Linked DNA regions of Anser cygnoides: region 2 is linked to region 1. Evidence: chromatin contacts called from public Hi-C data. All regions are on one chromosome and are shown on one strand. The core of a region is the stretch at or near the end of the contact, and the rest is flanking DNA. Distances in the headings are between cores, read along the strand shown.

Region 1 (6,810 bases), core at 1,534-4,033:
GGAGACACTGAGGGGCCAGGGAAGGGCAGCACGAAGAGGTTGAGGTGGAGACAGGGGCTGGCACCCCCCTGGACCAGGGCTTCTCCTTGGAGAACAATTGCTTCAGGTGGGCATCCGAACACAGCTGTGCCTGGGGCTGTGGGAGCTGGAGTGGGTCTGGGGCTCCTGGTGGCTTTTTCTCCCATGGGAAGGGGGGTGGGCAGAAAATGGCTTTTGGCCCCAAGCTTTCCAAAATGGCATTCACACCCTGAGCTCTCCGGGCCTGGAAGCATGCGCCTTGGATCTGCTGCTGCGCTTCCCTGGCCTGGAGGGAAGGGCTGTCTTCTGCTCCGCACGGGTTTGGGGGCTGCGCCCCGGAGCTGCTCCCGGTGCAGCTGGCCGTGCACAGCCCCCTGCAGCGGCGCCGTGGCTCTCGCAGCGGTGCCAGGCCGGTGGCACCGAACAATTTGGCTCCATCCTGTGACGCTGAGTCGAGTTTATGGCTTTGTTTGAGAGCATCATCGGAATAAAAAGGCAAAATCTGGGCAGCGCGTGCGGGGAACCCCAAGTCCGCAGCCCCACGGCCCCGCAGAGCGCTGACGGCCGCAGGTGGAAACGTGCTGGCTGTCCTGGGGGCGTGCATGCGTGCGGGCACGCGTGTGCCGTGGTGGAACATACGCAATTATCTCTGCGTTAGGCACCTTGTTTCCTTCCCCTCTTAATTAACTGCTGTGGTGGTGGAGCTTTGCTTCTGTTCGCTTGGCGGTTGCAGCCTTGTGACAGTTTGTCTGGAAATGTCTCCCCCCCCCCCCCGTTATTTTCATCTCAAAAATTTAAGAGGCTTTAAAAACAAAAGTATTTAGAGCAAACACGATCTTTCCATATGCAAAATTGATGAAAGAAAAAGGCTTACAGCTCTAAAACCCAGCGCTGCTGCTTATATATAAAAGCAAGTCCGTGAGTTCCCACACAGCTCATAGGAGGGAGCTGGCACGAGCTGCTGCGGGGCTGGGGGCCCTGCGAGCACCCCTTGGCCGTGCTCTGGATGCCCTGGGGCTGTCCCATGCCTCCTGCGGCCTGAGGCCGCTGCAGGTTGCTGAGCACCGTCTGCACCCAGGACAGGGGTTGGTGCTGGTCCCGGCACGGGGCGTCCCGCAGAGCTGCTGCTTGCCGTTAGCTCAGTGATAGCATTTTAGGTTTTTCAGCTCCATCCCGGTTTGAGCAAATATTTTGATTGCAACTAAGCGAGAACACAACAAACGCTGTTTAGACAAAAGCAACACATTCGCTGTTAGTTTTAGACAATTTGTCCTAATATTGTTTTGAATCACGCATTTATTCCCCCATAAAGATTTGATTACTTTGCTTGTTCCATTAATCTTTATTTGTTTAATCATCTGCTAAATCTGTTTAATCATTGGTTTAAGTGGAAAGATTACAAGAAGATATTTAATGCTTGGTGGCAGAGCTGCCCCGGCATCTAATCCAGCGCTCTGCTGGATCGCTTTGCATTATTCCAGCTCCTCGCCGGTTTGGAGCAGCGAGCACAAACGGGCTCCAGCCCGGTGGGATTTCCTCGGCAGCCGGCAGATTCCCAGCCTCTGCTGGTGCCGGGTGGCAAAACCGAGCGGCAGCAAAGCCCTCGCCCCTGCCGCTCCACGTCCTGAGGATGCTGCTTGGGATGCAGCCACCCCAGGCCGAGCAGGATGCTCCGAGCCACCTTCAGCGATGGGAAGAGGGACCCTGGCTTCGGGCACTTTAGCAAGGACGCCTGATGCAGGAGCTTTGTGGTGTTTTTTTCTCCCGGTGGAGGCTTCTCCCCAGCCCCGCTCTGCCGACGCCGGCTGCCTGTGCCTCTCCTCCCTGCCCACGGCCGGGAAGGGATTAATATTTCATGCCACGGCCGTGTTTCTACTTGGCGAGGCTTGGTATAAAACATGCGATATTTCACCAGCCCTCGTGTTTGTCTGCTCCCGTAATCAGCGGCCTCAATCACGGGTGCGATATTTTATGAATTAATAAAAAAAGATCATGGACAGTCCGGCGGGACGCGGGGAGAAAAGTGCTCGGCAGAATGTTAATGAGCACTGCGGGGAATTGCAGCCCCGCTCGCCCCTGCCCCAGCCCCCTGCTTGGGGATTTTTCCTTTTTCCTCCCCTTTTTTCCCCAGCACCCCGCGGGCAGTGCCAGCCCCGCGCACCCCTCGCTGCCTCTGCCGCCGGCCGGGCGCTGCGACCCAACGCCGGGCAGGCGCGAGCGCCGCTGGTATGGCAGATCTTGTACTCATTATTGAATAATTCATTGTTGCGTTAATGCCTTCAGATACCATCTCTCTCTCTTTCTCTCTTTCTCTCCCTGTTTCGCTCTGCCCACTTGGGAAAACTTTATTATGCCTTCGCTGACGACAGAGTATACAGATAAAAGATAATTGCTTGGCTTGACTCCCCCATTGATATGAAAATAAGATTTAAATTATTCACTTCAGTTTAAAGGTTAGTTGAAGGTTATTACAGGGGATAAAAAAATCACTCTTCATAACGTTTCTGTTGGAGATGAGACGGGTTTGAAAGGGCTAATTTGCACGGCAGGCCGAGGCGGCTTGTTGTGAATAAACCGAGAGACCCTCCAGAGATTTTAATAGTGAAGAAGTCAATTATTTATAAGCAAATTACGGGGAGCTGCTCCGATACATACAACACAGCTAGTCATGAACAGGGACAAGATGGAACCCGTATAACTTAATATACCTCCCTTTGTGCACCGGCGAGGTCGGTGCCCAGCACTTTCCTGCCTCTAATCCCGGCTGGAATTTAACGAGCAGCTGAATGTCGGAGTGCGGGCCCGATCCCGGCTCCCTCGGAGTCCTGTTTATTTTATTCTTCCCCTTCGGTCTCTCCGCTTGCAGGCTCCGTCTCCAGCTCCCTTTTGTGTTGCCGCGTTGTAAATGGAATTAAAGGATTGTAAATTTTCCTGCCGAGCAATAGGTCTTGAAAGCGGGACGTCTCTTTGCAGAGCGATCGGCTTTACCCGAGCTTTCACTTAATGCTCTTTTATGTACGAAACTATTTTAGTGTCTGGTGCTGGGAGAGTGGCAAATCTCCTGTACGGAGTTAATAATTAATGCCACGGCGGCTTTGGGAAGCCGGGCTGTATTTCAGCAGCGGTCTCGCCCTGACCGCAGCGCTCTGTATTCATCATCCGCAGCCGCTGCTATGCAAATAAATAGCTACGGAAAAGCAGAATCATTGCCCACTGTGCACCGGGATCCCAAACCTCTGCATGTGTAACGCGCCCGCATAAATCACCGCTGCTATATGGCCGCATATATATAAAGTATACATGTAATAGGGAGATTATGTATTCAGGCTTCAAATGTAGGTGCATTAAAAAGACATCTCCATCTTCCAGCTGGATGCCTGCATTAATACGGGGAAATGCAAATGCGCTTCCCCACCCCGACGCGAGCATCGCTCTGCAGAGGGCCTGGCAGCCCACTCCTGCCCCATTTGGGGTAATATTTGTATTACCCCCAAATATTACTGCGCCAGGAGCGGGTTTGGGTTCAGAGGCTCTCGTGGCAAAACTCAACGTAATGCCTCGTGCTTGAGGCAGGGCCACGGGGCTGGGCTGCTGGTGGCGGGAGCTGCAGCACCCACGCAGAGATTTGCTGTGCGCTTTCCAGCTAGCCCCTGCCTCCCGTTTATTATTGTTTCAGCAAATTCGGATGGTGTAGGCTGAAAGCTCACCTTGGGCTGAACTTGTTTAAGTTTTTGGGGAACTCCAGCTGAAATAATATATCCATTTCCTTGAGTGTGTTTAGAGGGAAAAAAAAAAAAGAGCCTTCGCTTTGCCTTTGAAAAACAGCAAAATAGCAGCAGTGCTTGCGGTAGCTCCTCAGAGCCTCTCCAGGCCCCGCTCTTGGCAGGACAGCTCCTGCAGGGGATGCGCTGCTGGGACGTGCCTCGGGTCCTGGCGGCGTGGAAACCCCTCGGGCCCTCGGCCGTTCTAGCCAAGAAGAAATTAATTCCATCGAAACCTGCCACGATGTGGAAGCTGTGCTCCCCGCCTTCCCTACTCGGAGACCACCGAGGTATGGGGGAGATAACAACGGCTTCTGGAAGGGGATGAAATAAACCCCAGGGACAGCCCCGGTGTGAAGGCGCGGCTGGCCGAGCGCTGCAGGACTGATGTGCTTCACGCTCTTCATTTGGGATTTTTTTATCGCAGTTTTTTCGTGTAGTGGCTGTTGAGCATTTTTCCGTCTGCGTCAGTTGTGCCACCACCTGACTGTGACATTCTGCCTGGGCGTTTTTTTTGAAAGTGCCACCAGTTTTCAGCGAAATCGCCAAGTTTCGGTGATGGAAGAGCGTGAGCAACAAACCGCCCGCTCCCTGCGTCCGGACGATAATCGGCTTTTTTACCCAGATTTCTTGCACGCGCCCTTGGCTGCAGGTTCCGCAGATTTCTGCACGCTGCATGTAAGAACACAGGCCCAGAGTTTCCCTGTGGGATTTGAGATGGAAACGTCCCTGAAGCCGCTCTTCAGCTCCCCCCGCAAGCCGGGGGTGGGCGCCCGTGGGGGCGCCGGGGCCGGCTGGGGGCTGGGGGCTGCGCGCTCGCCGTGCCCCCGGAGCGGCTGTCGCTGCAGCAGGGCTGCTCATCAGTCGTCCTCCTCCGCGGCGTGATCAGAAAGCCTTCCAGCTGTCAGCCAGCGTTATTTATGCTTGTATATTTTGTTTGAAATGAGATGTAAGCAAAGCCCATGTGTGCCTCCAATCTCCTTTGTAGCAGAAGAAAGGAAAGAGTGAAGAATATGTTTGCAATCATGTCTGGCCCTTGATTTGTAGCTTTGCTCGCTGTTGATCCAGGGTCTGGAGCGTACCTGCCTCTGTAGGAAAGCAGCAGCTGAGCTATTTCTGTATGCACAGAGGTGTCGTGTTCGAGTTAAACCCTTTTACCTTTTATTTAAAATTCACAGAGGCTTGACAGGTAATCTCAGGAGCTGGATCATTATGGCAGCCAACGCTAACCTGTAGCAAATGATGCCTGGTAAATCCCCTGGCTAAAGAAACGGGCTGTATTCCGCCTCCCCTTGCTCTCCACAATTAGTGCTGCAGGCCCAGGGCAGGCACCCTGCTCTGCGCCGCCTCTTCCTTCCCTGGGCCACGTCTGCAAACCTCACCGGCAGCGCCGCCGTGCCTGGCACCCACGACATCCACAAGTCCTGCTCGGGGGAATAGGCAGGCCGCAAATGATCTGTACTGATACCTCAAATTATTATTATTATTATTATTATTATTATTATTATTATTATTATTATTATCATCGTCGTCGTCGTCCTTCTTCTTCTTCTTCTTCTTCTTCTTCTTCTCTTCTTCTTCTTCTTCTTCTTCTTCTTCTTCTTCTTCTTCTTCTTCTTTTCTTCTTCTTCTTCTTCTTCTTCTTCTTACTACTACTATTACTACTATTACTACTATTACTACTATTACTACTATTATTAAATTTATTACTGAGTGTCCCTGCTGCTATCCTGCTGCAACCCCCGGACCAATGTTCCCGGTTGGTGTCCCTGCATCCCCGCTGTTGGTGCCTGGGCAGGCAGGGATTAGGGAGCTAACTGGGAGGAACTGGTGGAGCCGCGTACACGTGGATGGGGTGGTCAGGACGATCCCATCGTTACAGACACGTGGGGCTGGGATTTCCTGGTGCTGGGTGCCCGCACGATGGAGCACTCACCTGGGGAGGAATCGCTGAGGGAGCGACCGTCCTGCACCCTGCACGGGGACTGGGGCCGCGGGCACCGCGGGTGGCTCTGGCCACTTCGGGAGGAAGGGGTTTCAGCAGTGCCTCCCCTCCTGCTGCTCTGGGAGGGCCTGGAGCAGAAAATAAACACTGCCCAGCTCTTTAGCAGCTTGCCGGGAGGCTGGGCCCCTAATTCGCTTGCATGCTAGCCTTGCCTTCGTGTTCAGAGGTATAAAAATTCCTCTTAAATCATTCAGTGGTTCTCTAATGTATTCACAATGTGGACTATAGAACAAGATCTGAAACACTCTTTTTTTCCAGTAAGACTATTAAATGGTGACACTTTGACACCAGCAAGAAGTATATGAGATTAAAAAGTAAAAACTGCATAGAAATCTAAGTGCCTCCACATACTGCTAGAATAGAAATTGCTGTTAGGAGCATTAAAATAGAGCACTTGTCAGGAGCGACGGCTTCCAGAGACATGCCTGCTGCTTTCTGTGGCATCAATGCATGCGATTTCCTCTTAGGTAAATTACAGAGCATTTAGAGCAGGCAGAGGATGTGCTCGGAGGCGGGCAGCGCGGTGCTTTCAGGTGCAGGATGAAGGCACAGAGGGGTGGGCGGGCTGCCCAAGGGGCTGGTGCTGGGGGAACACGGCGAGGGCAGAGCAGGGCGGGCAGGGGGAGGCTTCGTTTGCGGGACTGCGGGGCTGCTGCGTGCCCTCTGGGGCACAGCCTGGCGTGGGGAGGGCTCCCTGCGGCCTGGCGAGGCCGTTTTGTCTGCCTGTGACATTTGAAATCCCCCGGAGGCAGCCGGTGGATGAAAGCAGAAGACGAAGGAGCTGGCTTTTCTTGGCACGATTAATCATTTATTAGCTAATCAAGAGCACTCGCAGGAGATGAGGAGAGAGCAAGCAGCTTGTTTCTAATAGGAATTAGTTAGGTTACTTTTTTCCTCCCCTGTACTCTGATTTCCCAAGGAATTGGTGCTTGCGGAGGTTGGGTCTCCAGCAGCCATCCTCCACCCAGGTGCCAGCCCCTGACCCACAGACAGCCCCACAGACAGCCCCACGGACAGCCCCATGGA
Region 2 (6,810 bases), core at 2,415-4,914, 75 kb after region 1:
GCTTGGGCCCATCTCTGGCGTGCTCGGCCCTACAACCCTCGGGGCACGTGGAGGACGAGGGGCGGGAGTGGGCTGGGGCTCCCCTGCCGCCCCCAGGGGAGGGACGCGGCTCCTGGTGGCCCCGTGCCTCGAGCTCCAGCACGGCCCGTCGGGCTGCGAGAGGAGGCAGCCACTTCTCCCGCCGAGGCTTTCCTCTGAGATCGTTACGACAAAATCTCAGGGAAGGAAAGAAAAAAAAAAAAAAAACTTATGGGAAAAGATCATGGTTTCTAATTGGGATGTGCAAATATCAATTTAAGTAGATTTTAAATCAATATGAACCAGAACATTTCCTTTCATCCCTAATTGTTCTTTCCTTTTTTTTTTTTTCCTTTTCAACCAGGTGAGCTTTAATAACCTAAAATAAAACATCTGCTATTTCAGTGCAGTCCTAGCGTGAGGAATATCAATTAACGAGAGGCATTCTTGGTCGTCTGAGTTCACCACAACAGCGCTGGCTGGATGGAAATGTGAAGAAAATTACAACCTTTTCGGGGAAACCATTAAATAAAAATCAGAATTTGTCCGTAAATACCGCTGGGGGAGGGAAGCAGCTCGTCTAGTGCCTTCTATTTTCAGCAGCGGAACCGAATTTCCAGCGTCGAGCGCGGTCCCTTTCCTGTCCCCTTTGCCCACCGCCCCGTCGGGGCCCAGGAAGCCGGTGGCACGGGGCGTCCCAGCACCCGGTGACGCACGGTGTGGGGTGGCCGTGGGTCACCGCACCGGGATGGGGACCCTGCGGGTGCCCAGCACCCATGGGAGATCGGCCCTGGATGCTCCACCAGCTGCTCCTCTCCCCAGCCTGCAGGGGACGGGGCCGTCCCCAGCGTCTGGGGGCTTTTCTTGGGGGCTTTTCTCCTCTTTGGGGGCCGGAGGCATGACAGCGAGAGCCACGCTGTGCCCCCAGGACAGGGCCGGCCCCGTGGGAGCCCCGTAACGCCGCCGTGGTTTATCGCGATCTGTCCGGCACAGGGCAAGGAGCGACGGACGACCGAGCGCCCAGCAGGCAGCGTGGGCTCGCAGGGCTCAGCACCGCGCAGCATCGGGCCCCCCGGTCCGCTCGGGCCTGCTGGGGGGCTCGGTTTGCCTTCCCCAGCCACGCCAAAGTAACCCCCACGTGTGAACCCACGGCAGGCGCCGGGGCCAAAGGGGCAGCGCCGGGGCCCAGCCCTGCGCCCTCGGCCAGCCCGCGGGGAGCCCGGGCAGCCTGGGGATGGGGTGGCCACGGGGGCTGCCGGGGGGCTGAGGGGGGGCCGAGGGGGGGCTGCTGGGGCTTTCTCCTCCCCGGGGCCTTCCCCGCGGGGCGGACGTGGCCGTGGGACAGCCGGGGCTTCGCAGCCCCCGGGAGCAGAGGGAGCGTGCGGCCCAGCTGAGCACCGGCCGCGTTCCCCAGCGAACGGCCGTGGCCTTGGGCGGACCTGGGGGCGCAGGCTGCCGGGGAGGGCCTTGCGGGGTGGGCACTGGGCTCACCGCCCGGGGCCCCCGAGGCCGCCAGCACCCCGAGGAGCAGCGCAGGACCGAGGGCGGGCGGCTCCAAGCAGCGCGGGCAGGGGGTGCCCCAGGTTCGCCGCGGGTGCTGGGTGCTGGGGGAAGGCAGGGCTGAGTCCTGGCGCACCGAGCCCTGCCCGCATAGGCTGCCAGCTGCCTTCTGCTCCCGGCGGTGAAAAAATAGCAACGTTTAAAAATGAAATAAAATAAAATAAAACAAAACAAAATAAAACAAAATAAATGAAAAATAAAATAAAATAAAATAAATGAAAAATGAAATAAAATAAATAAAAAATAAAAAATAAAATAAAATAAATAAAAAATAAAAATGTTAAATTAGAATAACATAAAATTTAAAAAATAAGAATTAAAAAATAAAATAAAAAAATAAAATTAGAATAAAATAAAATTAAATAAAATTTAAAAATAAATAAAATTAAATAAATAAATAAAATTAAAAAAATAAATTAATTTAAAAAAATAAAAGGGGGGGGACTATAAAGGTAGCAGGAAGGAGGAAGGCGAGGAGCCGCTGGCATCTGCACAGGGGAGGCCTCTGGGGGGGTGCGGAGGGGGGGGGGGGCAGCGGCGCGGCGGCTCCGGCTCCCCTTTGAAAGTCCGGCCCGGGTTTTGCGGCGCGCCCCCTGGCCCCACGTGGGGCACGGCGGCCCCGGGCGCGGCGGCCAATGGGAAGGGGGCGCGCGGGCAGCGCCCGGCCCCGCCACGGGGCGCGCAGCAACCGGCGGGGGGGGGGGCAAGGGGCGGCCCCCGGCCCCCTGGGACCCCCCCGGGGACCCCCCCTGGGACCCCCCCCGACCCCCCCGGGGCCGCACCGCCAGGGGGTCCCCGGCCCTCCGCAGCCCCCCGGTACCGGCCCGGGAGGGGGGGGGCAGAGGAGCCGCTGGGTGCTGGCGGGGGGCAGGCCGGCGGTGGGCTTCGGCTGGGGGATTTTTCTTATTTTTTATTTTTTTTTTTTACTCGCCCCCCCCCCCCCGCCTTTTCTTATTTAAATCGCTCCGTTTCATTACGAGGGAGGGAAAAAAAAAAAAATAAAATAAAATATTCCTTTGATACACAAAATCAAATTGATATTTAGCCTCTGCTTACTTTTTTATGCATGGCTCCCTTCGCCGCGCGGTAGTGACAGATTGTTTGAGCTGGGAGGAAAAGCCATTCAGAGCTAATTAAGCAGCCATTCCGGGCACTATTTGCAAGCGGGAGGCTGAAAAGCAGAGGCATTTGTCAGCGCCGCGGCCCGCGTGGCTTTGATCGACAGCTCCGCCGCCCGAGTGGCAGCCGGGGCCGCGCCCGCCAATGGCGTCGCAGGAGCCGGCCGCGCGCCCTTCTGATTGGTCGGAGCGCGTTTTGACGGACGGCGGCCCCACGTGGGGCGGGGAGGCTCCGGGTGACGCGAGGCGCGGGAGCCATTTTGTGCCGCCGGGACGGGGCCGCGGGGCTCGGCCGGGGACGGGCAGCGGGACGGGGACGGGACCGGGGCTCCCCGGGCACTGCGGGGCTGGGGCCGGCGGTGGAGCCCGGGGCCGGGCGGTGGGGGCCGGGGTCCCCCATAGCGGGCTGTGCGCGGCCTGGGGGAGCCGGGGGGGGGGGGGGGGGGGGGGGGCGCGGCGCGGGGCCGATCCTCGCCGGGCCGGCGGCGGCGGGGCGGAGAGCCGTTCCGAGCCGTTCCCAGCCGTTCCCCGGCCGCAGCAGGGGCTCCTTCCCCGTCCCCCCTCCGCCTTTGTGCCGTTTTACCCCCGTTAAACCTTGGGCAGCGTCAAAAACAATTAAAAAAAATAAAAATTAAAAAGGGGGGGGGGGGGGGGGAACAACACAACACAGCAGCCCCAGGGCCGCCCGCTCGGTGCCGTCCCGGTGCGGTGCCGGGGCCCGGCCCGCTGCCGCCTCCGCCCCCCGCGGCGGGGCTGCCCCGCGCCCAGCCCGCACCCCGCCGCCATTGTGACGTCCCCCCTCGGCGGCGCCCAATCGGCGGCCGCGCTCGCCGACCCCACGTGGGCTCCCCGCGCCGCCATTGGCCGGCGCCGCCGAGGCCGCCCGGGTTCGGGTCCGTCCGTCCCGCCCCCTCTCCCCGGTTCCCCCCCCCCCCCCCCCCGCCCCTCGCGGAGCGCTCTGGCGGCGGCGCGGGCCGCGTGCTCCGGCGCTGCCCCAGTCCGCGCGCGGCGGCGGCACCGAGCACCGGGAGCCGGCACCGAGCACCCAGCACCGGGACCCCAGCGCCCAGCAAAGCGGCGGCGGCGGCCCCCAGCCCGGCCCCGGACCCCCCCCCCCGCCCAAGAAGCAGCAGCAGCAGCAGCATGGCCCGAGGAGTCCCGGCGCTGCCGCCGGCCCGGAGCTGAGCCGAGGCGGAGCGGCCGGCGGAGGCACCGCTCGCCCGTCGCATGCCCGCGGCACTCGGATGTGTACGGCCTTCTCCCCCCCTCCTCCTCTCCTCCATGGCCGTCGTGCTCCGGCGTTAGTTCCTGGCTTTGCTTCCCCCCTTTTCTCGCACAGGAATACCTCGGGGATTCTCCTTCCTCACCGCTTTGTTTTGAATTTTTTTTTTTTATTATTATTATCGTTTTGGGCGATTTTTCCTTTTTTTTTTTTATTTTTTTTTTCCTGGTTTCGGTGTCTTGAGGGGGGGGGGGGAAGCCCGGCGGCTCGGGCGGCGGCGGCGGCAGCAAGCGGCGGTGCCGGCCGGGCTCCGCGGGTGCGCAGCGCCTTCCCCGGCCGAGCCGCGCGGTGCGGAGGCTGCGCGGGGGGCGAGCCGGGCGGCCGGGCCCCGCTGCTTCCCCCCCCCCCCCCCCCCCTTTACCCCTCCCGCCCCCCCCCCCCCCTCCTCCGCCCCCCGCACGGACTTTCCTCTCGTCTCTTTGTTCCAGTTCTCGGCCTCTCCGGGAGCGCTCCGTGGCCGGCGGGCAGCAGCGCACGTCGCGATCGCCGCGGCTGGCTCCAGTGACCGCGCCCCAGCCCGGCCATGTACCCCCAGGGCCGGCACCCGGTGAGTCCCGGCTCCCCCCCCCTTCCCCTTCCCCTTCCCCTTCCCCCCCCCCAGCCGCTGAGCGCCCCCCCCCCGCCGCTCCCCGCAGGCTCCGCACCAGCCGGGCCAGCCGGGCTTCAAATTCACCGTGGCCGAATCCTGCGACCGGATCAAGGACGAGTTCCAGTTCCTGCAAGCCCAGTACCACAGGTGAGCTGGGAGCGGGGGGAGGAGGAGGAGGAGGAGGGGGGGGGGGGGTTGTTCCGTGGCGAGCCGCTCCCCGCGGCGGCTGACGGCCCCCCCCCGGCCGCTGTGCTCTGCTCCCCCCCCCCCCCGACAGCCTGAAAGTGGAGTACGACAAGCTGGCGAACGAGAAGACGGAGATGCAGCGCCATTACGTGATGGTGAGCGGCGGGCGGGCGGGGGGGGGGGGCCGGGGGAGGGGGGGGCGGCCCCGCCGAGGAGCCCCCGGCCGAGGGAGGGGGGAGAAATTAGAGGGGGGGGGGTCCGCCACCGCCCCCCCCCCCATCCCGCCCTGCGGCAGCCGAGGCTCGGGGCGGCAGCGCTGAGCCCCCCCCTCCCCGCCCCGGTCCCAACCGCGGGGGGTGGGGGGCGTGGGAACACCGGGGTCCCCCCCCTGCAGCACCCCCCTCGACCCCCGGTGCTGCCCCCGGGTCCAGCCCGGAGCGTGCCCCCCCCCCTCCACCCCGGCTGGGGGCTGCTAACCCCCCCCCGAGCCCTCCAGCCCCCGGCTCTGCGCCGCTTCGTGCCCGGGGGGGGACACACGGGGGGGCCTCGGGGTGTCGGGCAGAGCCTGCAACATCTGCTGGCTGTGAGGTGTCGTTTCCTCGGCTGCCAGCGCTCCGAGCGCGGCCCCGACCAGGATGCTTTCTGGTAATGACCTTATGCAAACGCCGGACGGTAAATTCATTCAAATTCACCTTGGCTCCTTCTTTTTCTTTTTTTTTTTTCTTTTTTTTCCTCCTCTCCCTCCCCCCCCCAGTACTATGAGATGTCGTACGGTTTGAATATTGAGATGCACAAACAGGTGAGTAACTGGAAGGGGGGGAGGTGGGACGGAGGCTCTCCCGGCGCCCTTCTCCCAGCGCGGGGGGGACCAGGGCAAAGCCGGGGACGTGGCTCCGGGGGAGGTCTCGGGGCCCGGCAGCTCCTGTTTTGAAGGGCGGGTTTCTGGCAGGCCGGCGGGGTTGTGTGCGTGTACTCGGGAGAAACTCGGGTTTTGCGAATCCGTTTTGTGCGGGGAGGTGGAAGCGGCCCCGGTGCCGGGCGGCGCGTACCTGGAGCCGTGCGTGCCGGGCGCCCGGGAAGTGCTGCCGTCGCCTGCGTTCGCCTCCGGTTTTATTGCCGGCACAAAGCGCCTCGCTCTGAGGCCGAGCCCCGACCCTCGCAGCGCCGTGGCGTGAGGCTTGCAGGGAATTATCTTCGGGACACCGATAGCTGGTGGCGTGTTGCTCAATGGCACGGATTTGTCTTTGCATCTGGAAAATGAAGCAACGTTTGGTGCCTTTTTTTTTTTTTTTTTCCTTGGTCTCCTCTAATATGTAACTTGCCTGAAGGAAAAATATGGAAGGCCAGAGCGGAATGCGGTGTGCTGCCTTGATAAGATTATAGTTAAAGAGCCTAAAGGCTGGGCACATGATGGTAAAACTTAAAGGAATAAAGTTATTATTGAGATTAGACCTGATTATTTGTGCTGCTGCTGCTTACTGGTTTTAGAAGCAGCTCTAATTAAGAACCGAAGGCAGATACAAGTTGACATCAACTTCGCAACTCACGGATCAGCCCGTTCAGCTCCAAAGTGGTTTTGCTTAATAGCAGCATCGCGGTCCTGCCTATGGAAGTGTCGTTAGCAGATGATTAAATTCAAAGCAGCGTGTCTGTGAGTCTGCCTCTCCTTCACACACGGTTCCCTTCGGCTTTTTGGTGTGTAGTCACAGAGTAGCACAAATAATTACTGCTTAGCCGTCAGGGCTTTTTGTTGTGCTTTTGTTTGGCTTGGGTTTTTTGGTTGTTGTTGGGTGTTGGTTTTTTTTTAATGTCTTCTCTTCCACGCAGATTATCCCAACTCCCTTTTCTCTTGTCGCTTCTGCCCGGCCAGAGGTGTCCGTGCGAGGCCGCGCCGCCTCGGGTGCCTTGGGTCGCGGTGCGGCCCGGGATGCCCCCGCGTGCAGGATCGGTGCCTGCTGCCCTTGGAGAGCTCTGCCAGCCTTGCTCTGGAGGGCCGGTGCGTTTTGTCGCCTGCTCGCTTGGTGCCGTGATGGCTCGGCCCCACGCAGGTGTTGAAA

The links. A called contact is a pair of places that touch in the nucleus more often than the background predicts.
Region 2: a contact with region 1 is called in a Hi-C map of liver, with 5 times the contacts expected there. The contact joins the promoter of TLE3 here to the enhancer-like site in region 1. A contact is called at or near these places in 2 of 7 Hi-C or Micro-C datasets (both in liver).

Annotation. Positions count from the first base shown.
Region 1 is chr11:1,091,223-1,098,032 of Taihu_goose_T2T_genome, forward strand. No RefSeq gene overlaps it. Among named protein-coding and RNA genes, the nearest start is that of TLE3, 74 kb to the right of the region's middle. Within about 2 kb of position 2,784, at least 2 of the 3 cell types and tissues checked have open chromatin away from gene starts, as enhancers often do. A contact at or near this core is called in liver, where this site is marked.
Region 2 is chr11:1,165,374-1,172,183 of Taihu_goose_T2T_genome, forward strand. It overlaps TLE3 (TLE family member 3, transcriptional corepressor), which reads left to right and starts at 3,665. Exons shown (of 21, transcript XM_067003660.1): 1 at 3,665-3,944; 2 at 4,407-4,525; 3 at 4,614-4,714; 4 at 4,845-4,908; 5 at 5,508-5,552. The coding sequence starts at 4,502.